Linked DNA regions of Mus musculus: all the other regions are linked to region 3. The links are chromatin contacts, called in public Hi-C and promoter capture Hi-C maps. All regions are on one chromosome and are shown on one strand. Each heading gives the region's core, a stretch centred on a gene start, on an enhancer-like site or on the middle of the called end of the contact. The rest is flanking DNA. Distances are from core to core; before and after follow the strand shown. Region 1 holds the start of Pot1a (protection of telomeres 1A). Region 2 holds the start of Wasl (WASP like actin nucleation promoting factor). Region 3 holds the start of Tpk1 (thiamine pyrophosphokinase). Region 4 holds the start of Ndufa5 (NADH:ubiquinone oxidoreductase subunit A5). Region 5 holds the start of Lsm5 (LSM5 homolog, U6 small nuclear RNA and mRNA degradation associated).

Region 1 (4,037 bases), core at 1,032-3,531, about 18 Mb before region 3:
CACATTAATATTCCAAACTTAATCATAACTAAGAAAGTTCCAACTTTCTGATGAGACAGAAATATAACAACTTTATTCATACAAGAGTCATCATAAAACTATGGGTATAAACTATGAAAACATGGTTACTTAATGTATAATGATTCAGAAATAAAGATGTAAAGTTTCTACTCAGGTAAAATGCTAGGAAGAACAACAAATGGTTGGATAACTTACAAGTTCCAAACCCTTCTTTGACCCACCAGAGGAAACACAGGACAATAAACTATCAGAGAGCTGAGTGAAAGAAGAGAGGTATGTGCTTGTTAAAAGCACAAAGCAAATGACAGATACTAACATTTGTGAGAAAACTTATCAGACATTTTTAATGGACTGTAAAGGCCAACAATGGGCTGTGCAATTGTACAGGGCACTTAGGAGCACCAAGGGAATCAGTCATTCACAAGCTCTTCACAGACCTGAGAAAGTCAAGACCAAGGGGAAGACAATAGCACAGCAGAAAGGCAGGTGCCTTGGGTGACTCTTTCCCCCTTATTTTTCATCAGAGCAATGGCCTAACAATAGAGGAGTTGAGTGACAAGCCTCTGAGTTTGGTGGAAACCCACTGTGGCTGGCAAAGAGAACAACAACCAACCAAACCAACCAAACCAACCAAACAAACAAACAAAACAAAAAGCATTCAACTTCTTTTTGGAACACAGAAGTAAGTCAAAATCTATACTTAGGGACAGATTGAGATAGCCCGAGACAGCTCTCTCCAATATCCAAACCTGAACTCTGGGCACAAGACTGTGTCTCCTCTCCTCTTGCCCAGCATAGTTGAGAATTTAAAACAGTTAAGTTTCCTGAACTCACTGACCCTCTATTCTAATTGTTCTGCATTTTATCTCATCATGTCTGAAACAGGCTGTCTAAATTCAAATACCATCTCTGCCATCTATTAGCTATCTGATCTCAGGAAAATTACTTAACCTTTCTGAAATACAGCACCTTTGTCTATATAGGTAAGCTATAAAGCATCAATGTCACAAGTCTTTGTGATAATTAAACAAACTAACATACACACAACACCAAAATGCCATACAACAGAAAAAAAATACTAAATTGTACTGTTCACTTAGCATTAAATGACTATTTTTTCCTAACCTTTCTATCACTAATTCAAATCTTTATCAACTCTTACATTCATTGCTGTCCTTACCTAATTGGATTTTCTCCCTTTAAGCTTTCTATATCCTATATATTCTTTGTACAGGAGGCAGAGGAGGTTCCTCTATATGTCTTTCTCCTGCTAACATCTAGTATGAAATTAACAGTTTTACAACAGCATCCAAATTCTTCAGCATACACGACTGTCAAAAAGGTTAAATACACTGTGTCACACTGAAAGTCTCAGTTTTAATTTCTTAATCTAACATATGAAACCAAAAAGCTATCTCATGTTCACATATCATACTGCTACACATTACTAATTGGAATTAATAATGGTCAGATATATTTATCTTGGACCTTAGAAACGTTTTCCATTGTATCATAAAATAATATGCTCGTTATGTGACTGCTGGAAAACTGTAAACTGATATATTCAGTCTCAGTTGTAACTGTAAAAATAAAAACCAATCTCTTACAAAGATACGAAATATAAAGTATGGGTATTCCTTCTCGGAGGAAAATGTTTTCTGAGTTAACAACCTTCTTAGCTGGATTTCCACTTAGCTTTTGTATTTAAAAAACTTCTAAGATTTTAGATGTTACAATTTCACCAACTTCACCTTGGTATCTTAAAATGTTGGACGTGGGGGCGGGAGATAAGCACGGGTTTTATTCTTTAACCCCTTTGTCAATGAAAATATTGTGTACGCACACTGTACCAAAAAGCTTCCTGATTTCAAAACTGGCATTGGTTGCCTCCTCCCTCAAACTCGTAAATATCCTAAGAGAAACTTGCAATTGATGTTAATCTGTGAACTCTAGGTTGAAACTTCTCAAACTCCTTGCCTGGGCTACTCAATAGCATCGCTGCTTAACGAATAGAGACCAACCGTCCCCAAAACACTCAGCAGCATGAGGGAGGACTTGGATCTGTTCACGTCTCTTCCCGATAGGGATCGGTCAACACTAACAGTACGTGTAACAGCATTTCTGCAAATCTGCACCAAATTTTGCAGTGAAGAGTCCTCGTTATATTTACCCAGGGTCGGCCCGCAGCGAAACCCAAACCTCCCCAAATTCACTCACCAGCAAAACCCGCGGACAACTAAAGTCTGGACCTAGGCGCCTGTGACGTCATGCACGCGCGCGGGCGCGAGCAGCTTAGTTCACGCATGCGTACTCCGCTAGAATTGCAGTGTGGCTGGCCGGGAACTCCCGGGTAAACAAGAAGAGGAAGAAGAGGGCGGAGCCACAGCAAGCTGTGTCTCAGCCACCAAGGCTGCTTGCCCCTCCGCTCCTTGGCTCACGCGGATTTCCGGTTGCCCAAAGGAGACAATCCCCAGCCTGCAGGGCGAGCCGGACCAGTTTAGGATCAGCCATTAAAGGCTAGCCACACAATCCAAAATAAGAGTCTTAAATCCTGTAGCAAGTGAGAACTCTATTCTAAACCAGGCTGGTTCCAGATTCCATTCTGTCGACTGGAAGCCCCTGACGCTAAAGCTTTTATTCTAAGTTAAACATTCAAATACGACTTTTCCAAGGCTATAAATACATGATGGTGATGATGTTATTTGTTTTATAGCACTTTGGTGACATCTGGGGTATTTTCAGGTAAACTGAAGAACCTTGCCATTATTTTCTAAAGCTTTCTTCTCTTTCCCCACTCCCCGTGTTCATAAAATATAAGTGAACCAGGAATAACAACTAAAGTGGAATTCAAGGACTGCCCATTAGAGGAGTATAATAAGGCCCAGATCCATACTGTTAGTCACTTCACACAGTTGTGAAATACTATTTATCCGCTAAGTTTAGCCACTGTATGGATTTTGGATCCTGTGCACTTTGGTTGAGAGCAGGGAACCGGAAGATTCTTCTAACTCCAGCTGAGGTCCTGGAGGCAGCAACTTTGGCAATAAGCAAGCAGGGAATCAGAGAAATTAACAAGAACCATCAACCAAACTGGTGACATACTGGTCAAGAGAACCGTTATTGCTGGTGATAGCTTCATTATAATAACGGGTTAACATTCTTCGGGAGTGGGAGGAACAAACATAAGCATACTTTGAAGCTTATTTCAAGTGGCTTGTGAACAAAGTCCCCCTTTCCCAGGAAGAACAACCCTTTTTCTGAGTGAAATGCACAATTGTTGTTTTACGAATTCCCGGTCTGTTAAATAAGCTGCTGTACTTGTGTTTTTCACAAAGCGTTGCTTTCGCTTCAGAATTAATCCCCCATCTGATCTGTGTCTGACTTCAGACAAAGCCTATACCCAGTTGGTGCCACATTCACTTCCACCACAGTCAAATCCCGTCTATCCTCCTAGTGCATGGTCATGTTCTCCTCATTACTTTCTCTCAGTATTTAAACACATTCTTCTACATTTGAAGTTTACTAGGAGCAGGGATAACGGTTCTATTTTACAGCCAAGACTGTATATAATGGCTGCTAGCTTTAGGAGCTAAATATTCATTGGATGAACAATACTCCAGGGAAAAACATGTTTCTTTTCTTACCTTTAACATCAGCCTTTCCATCCTTCCCAAACCCCCAGCTGATTACATGGAAATGTTCCTTAACTAAAACAGGAATACTCTGTGTTGCTAAGCCAAAAGGAGATACTTAGTCTCAAGAAGTTTTTTACTAAGTCCAAAAGCACTGTGGTTTTATTGTCAAAATTTGTAAACTCATCTTATTAGCCAAGGATTTTCCCAAGTTGTGTGAGTTTTCGTTCTTTATTTAAATTATTTTTTACAATAAAAAATACAATTACATCATTTAGCTTCTTTTTTTTTCAATCCAACTACACCCACTTATGGCCACTCCTCACTCTTCAATTTCATGTTTTTTTTTTCCTTAAGTACATACATTCCTTAAGTACATACATA
Region 2 (3,998 bases), core at 481-2,980, about 19 Mb before region 3:
ACAAGAAATACATCTTAAGTCCGATGGAATGATTTGGTTTCCCAAAGTCGATATGAACAGTCAGATCATGAAGTTAACAATTAATCTGGTAACTTTCCAGAAACTGTCTCCTCTTAACTTCTTCAGCAGGTGTAGTCTGATTCTGACATCTCCAACATTGCCAAGGGAGGATATGAAATGGTTCAGCTCGGCTGAAACTTCTCTGGGTGTTTCCTGGGTTCCAGAGGCACAGGCTCTGTGAGAGCTAGCAAACACGGCAGAAAGGGAGCCGGCTAGCATTCCAACAATCCCCCTTTCAACTCAGTCACCTCAGGAAGATCAAGATAAGGCCTTCACCCAGAGAACCTCCCCACCCCAGAAAGGCCTGCAGCCAACGTAATGAATGCTTCCGTCAATAACACCCATTCCCCTTCCCACAGAACTGCTTGCTCCCAATCCGCCATCTGGGGTTGGAATGGGCCTCCTCACAGCACCAAACTCAGAACCACTTTTGATCCCAAAGGCCGTGAGCTATTAGAAACTGTCGCTTCCCTACGCATGGCTTGGGAGCGAACAGCACCCTACACCCCACCCCACAACGCCAGGGAGGAAAAGAAAAACCCACAGTGGGGCGGAGAGCAGAAACTAGGCCTAGTTTCTGCTGGAGAAATAAACCCCGTTTTTGTTTTTTTGTTTTTGTTTTTTGCAATTGGGAGCAGGCGCATTTCCTGCCCTTGCTCTGATCCTAAGTGTCCATGAACCTGCACTGCACTTTATTCTCTCCCGGAATCCTTAAGGCGGACCGAAAATCCAATTCGCTTCTTTCCCCATCTATTCATTCCTAAAACCTCTAGCATTGTTAAAGAAGATAACCCAGATCCAGAAGTGGGAAGTGAAGCAAGGGCCAATGCTGGGATCCTGTCCTGAGATCTTAAGCTGCTGATGCACGAACAAAATCCCCTTGTGGTCTAGAGTAAAGTTTGAACCTGCAGCAAGGGCACGGACCCGGCCCGGCCCGGCGGACCTGGGCTACTGGGCAGGCCTATGGAGGTGACACTCCCTTGTTCTCCAGCAGCTGGGGGAGGTGGCTCCGGGCCGGGCAGGCCTGCACCCGGAGAGCTGGGTGAGGGGAGCCCCAGGGCCCGGGAGGCTGGAGGCCTGGCCCGCAGCAGCACCCCAGCCGTGCCGAGCCTGCCCCCCTTCTCCCTCCTACCCTTGAGTCCCGTTCCCCCCCAGCCCGAACCCGCCAGTAGACGTTGGGGGGTGGCGACAGGGGGGTCTCGGCTACTGACCACACATTTCTTGCCGAGGAAGGAGAAGAGAGACTCGTTCTCTTGCGGGGTGAGCAGCAGGGAGCCCACGTTGGTGACCCTCCGCGGGGGCTGCTGGCCCGAGCTCATGGTGTCGCCGGTGGGGTGGAGCGTCCAGGGTCGTCACTTCTGGCGGCGGGCGAGCACTCGGGTCCCACTCTGGGTGACAGGGGCGCGAGCCGGCGGTCACAGCCGCAGCATCCCGTCGTCGCTCCTCCGGCGCGCGGAGGCCGAGGGAAGGAGATGACGGCGGGCGCCCTCGGGCCGCGCGCCGACAGGGAAGCTCCGGGCTCCCGCCCTGCTCAGCTCCGGCTGGATGGTCGTTGTCCTAGCACTCCGGCGGCTGCGCTAAACTCCCTACTCCTCCAGTCCTCTGGCGGCGGCGGCGGCAGCGGCGGCGGCGGCAGCCGCACAATCCAACATGGCAGCGGGGGCGGGCGAGACCACGGGACGCGGGACGCGGGGGAGAGCGCCGGAAACTCGGCAAGGCGGGACACCCCCTCGGTTGCTGCGTGCCGGGGCGTGTCCTACCCAGGCCCCGCCCCTTCCGGAAGCGGCAAGGCTCATCCCGGTTGAGGTCTTGTTGCAGGCTAGTCGCCCCCACCAATGACCACCGCGCGCGTGCGCAGACTCAGAGCGAGGCAGGGCTGGCGGGTCTCCTACACTGACTGCCGAGCCGGACGCCCCCTTGCAGCAGCGCCCACCTTTGCGGAGCGTCGGGTCCGCGTAGCCAGTGTTTGTTAGGCATCGAAGCGAGACTCTCAGGCCGCCTGTCAGGGAGATCTAGTTTAGCTGGAGAGAAAGGTCGGCCGGCGTAGTTTCGGTCAGAGCCGCAGGTGCCTCGGGTTTCTGGATCTTAGTCCCGGCCGCCAACGGGGCGTGGAGGGACATTGCTAAGATCAGGATAGACATCTTCAGAGATGTCAAAAACAGAATCGCAAAAGGCGTCCACCACCCGCCTGGCGGATCTCGTGGGATAGGTGTGTGTAGTTTTTTCCTTGCCTTGTGAATTGGAAACTACCCCTCTCAATCTTTCTCTATCTCAAGTTGGAAGCACCTTGTCTCTTTAATTCAGGATGAATGCACGCGTTTGGGAATGTCGTGTAGGAATACACCTTACCTCTTTTTTCCTTACGAGTTAATTTCATGGCTCTGTATTCTAGGTGCAGGGACCTAGGGCCTGGTGCATACTCAGCCAGCTGAGCAATATTCCCAGCAGAAGTAAATAATGAGAATTCATTACTGTGTTTCATAATATTAAAGGTTAGTATAAAATCATTGGTTGAAAACTAAAAAGCTTTAATTTAAAAAAATTGGAATATAGAGATGATAAACCAGATTACAGCGAATTCTATAAAATGTACATCCTACTATTAACATTAATCATACAACGTATCACATAAGTTGTACTAACGATGTTTGCTAATTACCTAGTTCTAATTAAACAGTTGCATATTCAACTTTTATGACAAACTCTGGTAAATTTCTGATAGCTCTCAATACATTGATAAACTATTACCGACGAACTGAAAACAAAGCTGTAAAGCTGCCTATAATGCACATAATGAAATTGGGTGATGAAGAGCAAGCCTACAACAGAGGATGTGCGAATATACTCTTAGGAGTTCTCACATAGTATATGGATATCTCAAATTATGTTAATGTTAACGGAAAAGATAATCTTTAAAAGTGGCAAAACTTTTTAAAATAGTAGGTTTGTGAAAGGCACCATTTGAAGTACAAGAAATGTTTGAACCGTGGGGCTAAGAAACCTGGAAGATGAGTCAGTTTATGATTTGTTAAAAATGCACCTCTTATCAACTGAAAGCATGGTGACAGCCAAGATCATCACAAGTTCTTGAGAAATGTTTCAGCCCTGACATTTTCAAACTCGAACACTTCCTTATCCAAAAACATAGGCTGCGGTTGGTTCAAGGTTGAAGTTCCAGTTAGACGGTTGTTTAAATACATCCGGGAATTGCTTCTCTGTCTCAGGTTCCTCATCTGTAAAATAAAATCACTGTTTCATGGAGGTAGTATAGTGGAACTTGGGACAGTTAGACCTACTTTAAAAATGTAGAGAGAAAACCATGTGCTAGTGTACCTGATACACAGTGAGTACCCACGGCCTGTCTCCCTTTTCACCATCTTTGCTAGTGGTCTGCTATGTATATCTTTGTCTTAGAGGATCAAGTATTGAAGCATGTATTTTTACATCTATTTTATATAAGCCTGATTTTTCAAAAACCTTTAATTCACAGCCTTACACAATTCTCAAATCTATGTCCATGAGTTTAGAACATATTCTTTTTCTTAGTGATCAGGCTACAGATTTTGCCAGATTGTTTTAGTCCATTTTGCTAAAGTAACCAAACTGCTAATATTATAATTGTAGACAGGCCTGTTAATTAGTAAAATCCAAGAAGCTAGATAGGACCTAGACCAGAGAATGACTGCTTAATGTGCACAAGGTCCTGGATTCTATTCTCTCTCATTTCTCTCTCATTTCTCTCTCTCTCTCTCTCTCTCTCTCTCTCTCTCTCTCTCTCTCATGTGAGTGCACGAGAGTGCATGCAAGAGCACGCGCGCGCACGCGCGCGCACACACACACACACACACACACACCACAAACAACAAAGCCCAAAAAAGCAATTAAAACTATTTTAAGAATGTGTGTAGGGAGGTGGCATAGGAGGGGTTGGAGGAAGG
Region 3 (4,203 bases), core at 1,160-3,659:
TACTTGATTAAAAAAAAAGAAAAGCCCTCCAATAAAAATGGGACTAGGCACTGTGCTGGTCTCAGAGTTACCATTCAATTTTACTCCATCTTACATGGACCTAAAGTCAGCAGAAACATGCCTGTGGTCCCTGTTTTCAAGGCCAAAGTTAAAAGTGAGATAGGAATACAGAGGAAGAAATTCTGAAAAACCACCCAAGGAACACTGATCCTGGCTTGGCAATTTTGTATCTGACACAGGTATCTACACCACAGTGTTACAGGCCTTGCTCCAGTGTAGACATAAAAGTGCACAAAATTAAAGAGTCAAGGCTTCTCCACTGAGCCGGTTATAAAATCGAAGGCAAAGCACTTCAATTCCTATACATTACTATTCCCATCTCAGAACTGGCCCTGAACTCCCAGTGCCATTTTGTTTGCTCTGAGACTTTGCCATTGAATCTAACAACTCCTAGCTATTGAATCGAATTGCTTCACATGAATTCACTGATAGCACCAATAGCCCCAGGACAGACCTCTGCTCTCCAGATGAAGAAACAAAAGTGTAAGGTCCGAGAACCACTAAGCAGCAGGACTAACATTAAAACCCATAGATTCAAATTCTTCAACATCATCTTACACCACTTAGCCCTCTCTGTACTTTCAAGGCAGAAAACACTGACGATTTTTCAGAAACCAACATTCTTAATAAGTAATCTGAAGGACAGCGAGCCCACCAGGATCAAATGCTTATTTTTGGAAATGCTATTGGTTCTGCCATTATTAGATAATTAAAAAACTGTGAAATTTAATTTGCAAGATGTTGTGATGCTTTATGTCTGAAAAACTGTTTACAGTGAGAAACCGGAAACCTCATAACCACATTAATAAAACAACCTGTTTTAATTCTCAATCTATCACTATTTCCCTCACTTATATAAGATAAAAAGAATCAACAGTAGACTAGAGGTATACAAGGTGGTTCACAGGACCATAGACACCAGAGACATGGCATAGTAGCTAATGCGTATAATCCTATATCTAGAGAGGTAGCCCCAGAAAGATACCTGGGGTCCCTATCCAGTTGGCCAGCTGGCCAGCCTAGCCTAATCAATTATTTCCAGGTCAGTGAGAAACTCAGAAACAAAGTGGATGACAGCACCTGAGGAATGACACCCCAGAATGACATCTGACCCCCATATGCATATGCGCACATGTACCTACACAAACATCCATAGATAAAAAGTGTAACTTGAAAATTAAATACAACTAACTAGCCTTACAATTTATCACTGTAGTCAAATTACATAAGAATAAATGCTACTAATAAAACTCATTCCACATGTCATCATGTGAAGTACAATAACTTCAAAGTTTGAGAAATAAAAATCCTATGGGCTGGGTAATCAGTTTACTGATAAGTGTATCTTACCTAGCATTTTCAAGGCTCTGGACTCAATCCCCAGCACCAAGTTTTATAATAAAAATTAAAAGCCTTAGGGTTAAAACTTCAAGACACTGTATGTAACCATGTACTGATCTTGTACTAAGTTCAGGTACTTTCAAGATGATTAGAAACGTCCCTGACAGACAGCTATGGACATCCCTCACGTTCCCAGTGTCAAATGTTCCACGGTTGGATATGTGTGTTTGGCATGTTGGTTGTTTACTCTTGGAATATCAGGTAGAGGATACAAACTGTATCAACTCGCTCAGTCCTCACAAAAGTTCTACAGGGCAAAGACTAAATATTTATGTTCACTTTCCAAACAGGGAAACAGAGGCACAGGTGTGGTTGCTAACTTGCGCACAGGAAAAAGGAAATGGAGTTTTCGGTTAAGGCCTTCAGGGTAGGAATGAGGTCCCTCTGCGGGGCTCGTGCTGACACTGTAGCATGGTAAAGAATACGGTACCCGTAGGTAGCAGGGGTTCCAACGGGGTAAAGGCATGCTCCATAGCGGGGAATGGATTCTGTATGGAAAACAAAATAAGTCCCAAGTTATTTCCCAAACGTAATTCTGCGACAGGAGTAAGCATCCCGCAGCAGGCACTTTGGACCCGGCACTACGGGAGGCCAGGAAGGTGCAGCGGTGGGCGGGGGAAAGTCCCAGGCAGAGGCTGGAGAACCTGGAATCTCAAGCGAGCTCCAGGCTCCAGCTCCGGCCACTGCCTCTATTCACCCAGACGCCCCAGCTTCCATCCGGGGACTGGCGGCGAGGGGCGGCCTCCCTCGCTCCCTCTTTCCCGCGCCCCCGCCCCGCCAGCCCGCGCCGGCAGCCGCGCACTTACACAATGGCGGGTGGAGCCACGAGCGACGCGAGCGAGGGCTGCGGGAGTGACGGATCGAAAGCTCGGCGCTCGGCTGCGGAGCCTGGGGCGCGCCGCGCGTTCGCGGGAGAGGGCTTCGTGCGCGAGCACAGAGCCCCGCCTCTTCCGGAGGGGCCCCTGGCTGCCGCCTGCGTAGCTTCTAGCAACCGCGGGGTGCTTAGTACCAGCCTGCTGTGCTCAGTTCCCTGCACAGTGGAGAATTCCATCCACCTTCGCCCATCTGTTACACCCAGTCCACTGAGTCCACCTTCTCTTTCATCTTCTGCTTCCCGTGCTTTGCACAAACAGTGCTTTGTAAACATACCAATGGGAACCCTTTAAAATAAATCACCACGTTGTAGGAATGCAGCTTTTTTTTTTTTTTTTAGCAAAGCCAAAGAACCAAAATTTCACCACCACCATCTCTAAGCCAGCATAGATGAGGACTCAAAAATTCTGAGAACCTGTAGGTCTCCTGCTGGCCCAGAAATAACAGAGACCCATCCCTGCGTTTAAAAACCAGTTCCAGGTATACCGAGCTAGCCTCAAAAATCACTGTGTAGCGAAAGATGACTTCATTCATCTGGTCCTCCTGTTTCTTCCTTCTAAGTACTGCTCTTTCAATCATGACTACTATGTCAAGTTAATGTGGCTGGTGCTGGGTATCCAGCTAGTCAAACATTCTAACTGATGAACTTCCCCTTCCCCAGTCGGGTAATAGGTAAGTCCTTTTTAATCTTTTTAACTCAAACATCCATTTCTTTCTATTTAAAGATTCCAAATACACTTCCCAAACTTGGGCAATCATTATTCAATTCTTTCCAGTTTTGATGCCAACATTTTAGCTTCTAGCTAGCAGAACATACACTATTTGCCTTTCTTTGACAACTTACTTCACTTGGCAGGCATAATGTCCTCCCGTCCCATCCACATCTCTGTAAATTCCATTATTTCATTATTTTTATTACTGAAGAATGCCATTTCTCTATTACAATATCTTTGCAAAGGAATGCTACTTCAATAAACATAAGAGTACAGAGCATTTGACTGTGTTTTCCATTCTCTTTGGATGTATGCCCAGCAGTGGGATGAGTGAACCATATGGTAGTTCTATCACCTGTTTAGTTAAGGAGTTTCCATTGTGTTTTCCATAGGTCTACGCTAACTTAAACTTCCATTAACCATGATCGAGTTTCTCTTTCTCTGCATCCTTGCCCAGCTTCCTTACTTTCCCTTTGTAAGAATCCTTATCACTGTCCCTCTCTTCCATCTCTCATCTCTCTCATGTTGATATCCTGTTGTGGTTTTATTTTAACTCCCTGGGGATTTGCGATGGCGGGCAGTATTGTTTATGCTTTTTTGGCCATGTATGCATCCTTTCTTGAGACATGGCTATTCAAGTCATTGGCCCACTTCTAATTTAGATTATTTGTTGCCATGGTTGTTTGGAAAAGTTGTTAGATCTCAAACCCATGACAAAGAGCCAACATGGACCTGGTTGTCAGGTTCCCTCTGCATTGCTCAGTTCCTAGCTGTTTCAGGGTACGGATGGCATACCCCACCTCCTACTCTAAATGTCTCCAGCCCTTCCCATATAATCCAGCCATTTTGCATACCTGGTCCTTTTGTTTACCATCTCCTCTCCTGCCTCTCCCTTTTCCCCTCTCCTCACAAGTGTCAGCTCAGACTTCTTCCAGTTGTCCCCAACTCTGGCTGTGCTCTCCCTTTTATCTACAATAAACATTCTCCTTCACCACACCTAGGAGCAGTCATGTCCTTCCCTTTTGTTCCCTTTTTTCATTCACGTTCCTTACACATACTGAAAAAAAAAACAAAAAAACAATACAAATCTTTGTTCTAACCAATGTCTAAGTGTTTTTTCTTATATTGTCTTCTGGAATTTCACATCTCACATTTA
Region 4 (4,076 bases), core at 33-2,532, about 19 Mb before region 3:
ACAAACAAAAATCCCAAACTAAGAAACTTCGAAGCTCTGACATCCAGTAAACAAAGTACTTAATGCAGATTATCAAGAGTGTCAAAAATGCTTCACTTGGGTCAATGTGAGGGCACAGAGGGCAAAGGTGCCTGCCAACAGCCCCGTGACCTGAAAGATCCCCAGGATCTACAAGGTGCAAGGAGAGAGCCAACTTCAGAAAGTTGTTTTCTGACGGACAAACACTGGCATGCACACAAATAAATAAACGTAAGGATATTTTCAATGCCACTTTCGGTACAATTACGAGAAATGTGAACTGACTAGCAAATTTAGCATCACTGGTAACTCCTTAAAAAAAAAAAGTTTGGGCCTCGCTTAAGTGTACTCAAGGAGTAAGAGACAGTGAGCACTGACAACGCTTTCGAGTTATGTGTGTAGACGGGAAGGAAAGAAATGGTGCAATTGCTGAAAGGGGGGATAAATCACAGTGGTTTTGTTTAGGTTTGTTTGGTCTTGGTTGTTGTTTATGTTTCCCCAATGGATACCGAAGGAGGCAACCATGAGGACGACAGGGTCAGCCAGTGTGCGAAAGGCAAGGCAGAAATGTCGGTAGGGAAAGGATGGAAAATGAAAATGCGACTCTGAAGGGAGCTGAGAATACTCCACACCACTGACGCTAAGAGAATGCCGTGAAGAAACGCGTCTTAATTAAGAGGTCACGGCGAAGGCAAAAGGAGGCATTGCAAAAAGGATGCCACGGGGTCAGCGAAGCTCAGCGCTGCCCCGGAGGCCAGAGCTCACGGGGGTCTCGTTAATCTTGCAAGGGCAAGTTCGGTCGATCACAGTCTTGCTTGAGAAGGACGACACAAAAAGTCGCACTTACCTCGTGTGGAGTGTCGCACACCGCCAACCCCACCAGGCCAGTTGTCTGTGCAGAGACAAAACAGGACCGTGATGTTTACCGTAATCCCCTGGTTAGCCGACCCTCCCGACACAACTACGCACCCTGTCGCCCCCTGCCAGGACAGCGGAACACTCCCCCAACCCCTCCTCTTAGCGTCTCTGCCCACCGATGAGGGAGACGCGGCTGCCTACGGTCCCCATTCGCAGCATCACGGTGACCTCCACACGCTCACCTTTTTCAGCAAGCCCGCCATGACAGCGTCCAGCGCCTCCAGCGCACAGCCCTCTGGGAACCTTTCCCAAGCCCGCTCAATCGAGCGTCGATGCTGCCCCTGAGTCACCTAAGAACACTCTTGGCTCCAACCGCTCGGGCTGGGTAGGGGCAGCTCCCGCCCACCTAGGAGAGGTAGATTTGCGCCTGCGCAGCTCACACAAGCGGCTCCACGCAGGGCTTTGGTGTAGTAGAGACCGACTGACGTCTCTGAGTACTAAAGGTTAAGAAAAGCGCTACGCTACGGAAAAACTTGCAACGTAGTCACTGCAGGGACTTTGATTTTGCTCAGCCTTCGACTGCTATTTTACCCGGACTTCCTCAGGTTATGGAAATGAGGGTGGAAGCAGGCCTGAGCACCATGAAGAATGCTTTCCCTCCACGTGTGTGAATGCATACTCATAAGTGGAAATTATAAAGTGGAATTAACCATCTGATGCATCCGTTTTCTCTTGAGGAGACTGATGAATGAAAGGTTATGAAGTCGTAGTCTTTGTTCCAGTGGGTGTTTATGAGGTCATAGTCCCTGTTCTCTGTCCCTCCAGATCCCAAGAACATCTGTCATTGTTGAGTGTGTTCTAGAATGTGGAATCATGGCTTTATAAAAGATGCATGTGTTCTTTGTAACTTTGGATTCAAGCGTCTGCATGGCAGTATTTGCTAAAGACATCGAGAGTAGACAGACTTGACTGATCCAGGCTATGAGGTACTACAAAACGGATTGCTTCCATGCGGTACAAAAATAAGTAGATTTCTGAACCAACCTGTTGTAGAGGGCCACACTGAATGAAAGCTTGCTAGTGGTATTCTAAGCTAGAGACAGTAGAATTCGCTATAAAGGGACACATCCCGTGGCATCTGTGATATCAGAAGGGGATCTAGGAATGCATTAACAAACATTGCAAGAATAGAATGTTCTGGGTTCGCAGGTGGTAGAAGTGCACTGTATGGCCGACCCAGAGGAGTAAATGTCCCAGTTCTAGGAAAGGCGGATTTTAGGAAAGTTTGAAAATGCCAGAGAGGAGTTTGAGGCAGGAGAACTAGAGCCAAGCTCTCGACCTACTACATCTTACAGAATTTGCTCTTCAGGCCCTCTAACCTCCAACCTGAGCTGGAGCCTGTGGTTCTGCTTCTCAGTGGTTAGAGGCTTTATCGTGAGAGGTTCCATCTTAACAAAATTAGGTAGTTAATGAAATCCAGGGTTCTGATTCAACAGAGGAAAACAAAACAACAACAAAAACAAACAAACAAACAAAACTAGGAGAAACAACTGAAAGAGAGTGTCTTGGTGCCCAGGTAATGGTGAGGACATTTGCCCGAAGGGACATAACTTATCATTCCTGGCTTGTACCAGAAGTGATAACAATGCCAAACCAGACAGTTTACACCCCTCTCCAAAACCTAACTAGGCCTGTTTGAGTCATTAAGTTAACCACTTGGAGATTTTCTCTCATACCATTTGTTCAGAAAGAGGTTCAACAAAATTAATGAGTAAAATTGTCCAGTGTGACCATTTTCAAAAGGAATGAGCAGGGCACAGCCTGTCTCTGAGAGGGTGGTATTTATGTGGAAATGTGAGACCGAGTAAAGAACTGTTGTTACACAGAACCAGCTAAAGGATGCTGCATCCTGAAGGAACAGTCAGTGTAAGCATCCATGCTTCACTGAAGAATGATACTCCAGACTCTAATAGTATATAAGCACAAGGTGTTTTATTCTGCAGAAGTCCAGCATGTTGGAATCGCCCATTACCAAGATAGAGAGACAAGCAAGTGTACTCACAGGCCTGATTTAAAGCACATTAGGGCATTCTGGGGTAGATGACCCTTATCTTACTCCATCTCTAGGGACATTCCTTTACTATCTTGGGGGCTGGAAGCTGTTGCTGAGGAAGTAGCTGAGGAGGTCTGGGAACTGCTGCTGACCTCATTGTCCTTGCCTCAGGCCAGGTGGCAGGACAGTTTCTGAGGCCTGGACTTGCTTGGAATTGCCCAGTTCTTGGAAACAAAGATTTAGGCCTAGTCTCCTTAACTGCCACTCTGAAGCCTGACATGAGATCAGCCTAGCCTTCTCATCAGAACAGAGTCCTGTTCCCTGGACAGTTTCAAGGCCAAAATCACTTAACCAGAGCATCTCGTGGATAAATGAAAAACCTTCAACTGTCAGATCGCTCTGACTAAACTGCATTCTCCCACCTTTCACTCTAGCCAAGCCTACTTCTTTGGAAATTTTCCACTAAGGAAAAAAAAGAAAGAAACAATAACAAAAATGTTATGTTTACTAACAGCACTGGTCAAGACATTTAAAGAGCAGTACAATGGGGTAACAAAACAGTGTGGTGCCTGCTTTCAGAGGTGACAGGGAAATGAAGATGATCTGGGTTAACCACTGGGGCTAAGAAACATCAGAACCTCCCTAATTCTTCCTAAAATTATATATAAGCTTTTACAATGGTACAGGGTGGAATTCTCATACTAATCCACATGTTTTGAAAGCCTGGGTAAATAGTGTAATCATATTCTCCCCCACTACCTCAAAATGTCATAGTGAACATAGCTTTGGGGTCTAAGAGCTTCCTTGCTTGTAGTATACAATATTAAATAAAACAGAATATATAACGTATAATGAAGAAAGAAATAATCTTAGGAGTCTTTATATTTAAACAACTTGTCCTTTCTCTGCTACATATAATCCTGTGATACAAATATAGTTGAAGCATCTCAAATGCTGCCTCTTCCGGGTCCAGTTAATCCATGAGCCATACAGCTTTTTGACCAGCAGGTGGTGACAAAAGTTAATGACAATCTTCCATCACTTAGATAATGGAGGATTTTGCTGGTTGTTTTTTGTTTGGGGTGTGTGTGTGTGTGTGTGTGTGTGTGTGTGTGTGTGTGTGTGTTCTTTTACATGTTTTGGCACA
Region 5 (4,382 bases), core at 1,491-3,990, about 13 Mb after region 3:
CAAGGCTCCCTTCCCATCCTCAGTGTGTCTATCTCAGTGCCATGAACATTGCCAACGAAATAGAAGTTTAAGTCAGTTCCATAATCCCTACACTACAAAAGTAAAATAATTTCCAGAGAAAAGTTTTAATGTCTTACCATTGTTATATTATTTCCATTTAGTAGAATTTGATCTAATTTTGTAATTCTTCTTCCTTCTGGTGTAATTTCACTAAAAAGATAGATTAAATGGAGTCTGGATAAACAAGTAATCAAAGGCAGTATTAGAAACACTTTCCCTCCCTAAAAGTCCTACTGGGGTAAGGAGAATAGCTTGGTGGCAGAGCACACACACAAGGCCCTGGGTTCAATCCCTAGTGACAAAGCTGTTATTCTTACACATGATTCAATGTGAACGCATATAATTACAGTAAATATATACAGAATACAAACTGCCCATTGGATAATACTCATGTAAATATAATTCACCATAAAGCTTGTTCACACTAATTTCTTACAAATTCAGGAATAATATGAAGATAATAATCCTTTAACTGGACCTCACAAACACCAGTAAATAACGTTTCAGTATTAAGGTATTTTCCAACAAGTAATTTTTTTTATATCGATCATACTAAAGCTGCTATGGAGGTTTAAAGGAGAATGGCCTCCACTTGGTCCTCTGTTGGCAAACTGGAAATGATTAGGAGGTGTGGCCTTTTTTGGAGGAGGTGTATCACCCTGTTAGGCTTTGAGATTCCAAAAACCTAAATTATACCCACTTAGTGCGCTCGCGTTCTCTATTTACTTCTCTCTCTCTCTCTCTCTCTCTCTCTCTCTCTCTCTCTTGGTTATTATCTAACATATAAGCTCTTAGCTAGGACAGTCAGGGACTCTAACCATCTGAAACTGTAAGCAAGCCCCCAGTTAAACGCATTCTTCCATAAGATACCTTTGTCATGCTGTCTCTTCACATTAATAGAAAAAAGTAATCAAGGCACCATCTTTAATTAAAAAGAGATTTCCTCCCCTCCTCTCAAATTTTTTTAATTTTTTAAATACTACTCACAATTCTGTGACATCTTCCAACACCATATCTGAATTTAATGTTAAGAAAATAAATAAGGTTTATTCAGGTATATGTTTTTGTTTGGTTTAAAATATGTTCAACACTATGATAGTGCAAATTCAAAAGGTTTGTTGTTGGCAAGAGCCCTATCAACTGTCAGCAAACACACCTCTTAAAATACTACCAAGTTCCTGGAAAACAAAATTATTCTTAATGTAATAACCAGAAATTCTTCGGTTGTCTATAGTTCTTTCTTATATTAATACATCTTTAGAAACCTACACCATTCCCGCTTTTAAAAAGGATACTGACAAAGTCATCAAATCCTAGAAGTGTCCCGACAATTTCTTTATCACTCTTCATCACAATGTGAATTCTTGACCCTATACATTTGTCCACAAGCTCTGTGGAAGGAAAAGGGTAATTTTACCTACTTATTAGATCGACCAACATTTGAATGCCTACTTCACTTATTATTTTTTATCATTAAAGATAAGCAAAAACATTCAGTTTTTTGCTATTTATTTATTTATTTACTTACTTTTATTAATCATTCCATCTGTTTACATCTCAAATGATATTCCCCCTTCCTGGTTACCCCTCCACAACACCCCTCCCATATCTACCTTCTCCCCACTCCCCAATTGCTTCTATGAGGGTGCTCCCCCACCCACCCACCCACTCCAGCATTCTCCTTATGCTGTGGCATCAAACTCCACAGGATCAAGAGCCTCCCCTCCCAATGATGTCAAAAAAGGCCATACTCTCCTACATATGTATCTGGAACCATTCGGTAATTTTACATCTTACACAAATCTCTGTTTAATCGTTAGCACAAATGTTTGCCTTAGCTTTCACTTAACTCTTTATTTGCAATTAATAGGACTGTGATTTTTATTTAGATTATTTGATTAATGTATGAAAACACACACCATGAGGTGGGTGGAGACCATAACTGTTTTTCTTCATCAGTGTTTGTACCGATAAACAATATCTAACACTGCAAAAACTTTCAATCACAGACACATTCACTAAGCTCACCAGCCCCAAAACATGACAAGGGAGAAGCATTATTACAGACACCGGCTTTCCCGTCACTCCTTCTCTCACTTAACCTTAACTCTCTGTGCTCCTGGGCCAACCTGTTCATCTCAGCATCTTAGAATTGCTCAGCACGATGCGTGCCGGTGTGCGATCTTGAAAGCAATGGCTGTAATTCAAGTTCATTATTCAACAGTTCTCTGGCACTGCGCGGGAATTGCTTGTTGAATTAATGAACGACGGGGCTAGTTTCCAGATTTCTATTGTAAGATTCATTGTATGCCGTGGCGCACTCCTTACCCAAGCCAATACAGGGTCTACCTGATCTGGAGACCAAGAAGGCCAAGCTGAGAACTGGGACTGCGCGACTCATGACATCTTACTGGCGAGCTCAAAAAGGCCGAGCACGTCCTTCACTAAGTGGGACCCTCACCGACCACCGACAGGCAAAACGGTCTGTCTGTCTGCCCAGTGACGCCAAGGACCGGACAGCCGGGCCCGGAGGGGCGGTGGCCCAGCCTCGGCCCCCAGCGTGGAATTGCAGCAACCCGACCGCTCCCCAAACAAGACTTTTACCTAGTGGCAGGAGTTGGGACGGGTTCGTGGTCGCGTTAGCCGCCATGGCCACGCCGGAAGTGGCTAAGGACACCGGCGCAGACTTTAAAATTGCGCGCTTCCGCCCTTTTCCACAGCTGGTTCAGACAAGACTAATCCAAAGCCGATCTTGAGATCCAGAGGATCCCAATGGATCGCAGACAGATTCGATAGAGAGGTTCGGATCTCTATCCCTGCCACCAACCCAACAGGCACCTATGGTACCCCCAAGTTTTGCTAAACTTCAGAGATAATTTGCCGCCGGAAGACCAGCATACGAGATCTCTGAGTCGGTTAATTTTCCTCTAGAAGGTTGCATTTCAAGCCTGTATCTTTCTTCAGAGCAATAAAATCAATTTATATTTCCTACTATAAACTCGTTCTGCATGCTCCTCAACAACTACTCATTTTTTTTTTTTTAAGGAATCTGGTACTTTTAAGGCCAGAGGACTGAAAGTCTATAAAGCAGCATTTTTCACAAGCTTTTTTTTTTTTAGAAAAAACAAACAAACAAACAAACAAACAAAAAACTTCTACTATTATTTAATTTCTTCTTGTCGTTTCTAGGTGTCTGGTTTATTACAGGCATTAAAGTCACTATCAGTTTTCAATTTGCAGGCAACCGTAAGATGTCACTCTGTATGTTGACTCCATCATGTTTGGAAACCTTGCTATCACACTTCTGCATTGGAAAAGATTAAAAAGCCCCCTTTTAACGTGGAGTGGCCAGTAAACCCAACACTTGAGAGACAAAAGGAGGCATCTGTTGCAGGCATGGCCCTCTTAGACCCCGACACAAAATAAGAAATTAAAACTAACAAGGGCTAGCTGGTAGCTTGGCTATAGGGTACTTTCCTAGCATTCATGAGGCCCGGAGTTTGGGCCCTAGTGTTTTTTGTTTGTTCGTTTACGTGCTTGTTTTGTTGTTGTTGTTGTTGTTGTTGTTGTTGTTAAAGCAGATAAATACTTTGCCTTTGTCCATCTCATGTGACAGACTTAAAACCAAACAGCCTAAATATGAGAGATGAGCACCCTTCATTCCTCCATTGAAAAAACATATCAGTGGAATATTGTTTGACTAGCAGCTTGCTGGATACATAAAACAATGTTCAGAAAAGTCTTCAACCAAGAGAGTGGGAAGGAGGACAAATAGTACATTTCATGTGCACAGCACTATGGGATTTAATATGGAAAGCAATGAAAACTCAGCTCCATTCTCAATTCCAAGCCAGTGGTGGCTTTTTTTCCTCCACGCCCAATCTATAAGTCTTACAGATCTACTAGGTCCCAAGGCAATTACAAACACACTTGACAGCCATCCTTTTGAGGTAAGAGTCAGGATTAAGTTCCTTGTGCTTAAAACAAGTTAAAACACTGTCCCTTGGCCACAGCTTGAAGAACTGAGGAGTTGTTGGGAGTCTTCTCACACAGTGACTAAGAATGGGTAAGCAGAGAAGAGGCAAAAGCCGCATTCTGAGAAAAGGAAACATTGTGTGCAGTGGATGTGTGTCACTCCAAGCTTCTCTTGTTGATCTTGTCTTTAAACCATACCCATTTCTCCCACATTGAGCATAAAACACTTGCCTTTTCAAATCCATTTCCTGAGTAACCCCAGTCTTCACTCATTTTTTTTTCTATTTAACTGCATGATACTGCTCAATGTCCTGGTAAAGATGTTCAGTTTGCAGGACCCTGGCCAG

Evidence for each region. A called contact is a pair of places that touch in the nucleus more often than the background predicts. Capture Hi-C pulls out chosen DNA fragments and counts their contacts.
Region 1: a Hi-C map of CD8 T cells shows a contact between it and region 3, with 6 times the contacts expected there. The contact joins the promoter of Pot1a here to the promoter of Tpk1 in region 3. A contact is called at or near these places in 1 of 39 promoter capture datasets (pre-B cells) and 1 of 484 Hi-C or Micro-C datasets (CD8 T cells).
Region 2: a Hi-C map of CD4 T cells shows a contact between it and region 3, with 6 times the contacts expected there. The contact joins the promoter of Wasl here to the promoter of Tpk1 in region 3. A contact is called at or near these places in 3 of 484 Hi-C or Micro-C datasets (CD4 T cells and rod photoreceptor).
Region 4: a contact with region 3 is called in a Hi-C map of regulatory T cells, with 6 times the contacts expected there. The contact joins the promoter of Ndufa5 here to the promoter of Tpk1 in region 3. A contact is called at or near these places in 2 of 39 promoter capture datasets (liver and pre-B cells), 16 of 484 Hi-C or Micro-C datasets (CD4 T cells, CD8 T cells, double positive thymocytes and 5 more) and 2 of 9 other capture datasets (adipose tissue and liver).
Region 5: a promoter capture Hi-C map of liver shows a contact between it and region 3, with 6 times the contacts expected there. The contact joins the promoter of Lsm5 here to the promoter of Tpk1 in region 3. A contact is called at or near these places in 1 of 39 promoter capture datasets (pre-B cells), 3 of 484 Hi-C or Micro-C datasets (CD4 T cells, CD8 T cells and regulatory T cells) and 1 of 9 other capture datasets (liver).

The regions. Positions count from the first base shown.
Region 1 is chr6:25,806,937-25,810,973 of GRCm38.p6, forward strand. Pot1a (protection of telomeres 1A) reads right to left here and starts at 2,282. Exons shown (of 18, transcript NM_133931.5): 1 at 2,239-2,282.
Region 2 is chr6:24,663,265-24,667,262 of GRCm38.p6, forward strand. Wasl (WASP like actin nucleation promoting factor) reads right to left here and starts at 1,731. Exons shown (of 11, transcript NM_028459.2): 1 at 1,272-1,731. The coding sequence starts at 1,379.
Region 3 is chr6:43,663,869-43,668,071 of GRCm38.p6, forward strand. Tpk1 (thiamine pyrophosphokinase) reads right to left here and starts at 2,410. Exons shown (of 9, transcript NM_013861.4): 1 at 2,268-2,410; 2 at 1,892-1,949. The coding sequence starts at 1,934.
Region 4 is chr6:24,526,408-24,530,483 of GRCm38.p6, forward strand. It overlaps Ndufa5 (NADH:ubiquinone oxidoreductase subunit A5), which reads right to left and starts at 1,283. Exons shown (of 5, transcript NM_026614.3): 1 at 1,119-1,283; 2 at 866-910. The coding sequence starts at 1,139. It overlaps Asb15 (ankyrin repeat and SOCS box-containing 15), which reads left to right and starts at 1,737. Exons shown (of 10, transcript NM_080847.3): 1 at 1,737-1,862.
Region 5 is chr6:56,701,959-56,706,340 of GRCm38.p6, forward strand. It overlaps Lsm5 (LSM5 homolog, U6 small nuclear RNA and mRNA degradation associated), which reads right to left and starts at 2,741. Exons shown (of 5, transcript NM_025520.3): 1 at 2,665-2,741; 2 at 1,356-1,451; 3 at 1,048-1,075; 4 at 138-210. The coding sequence starts at 2,710.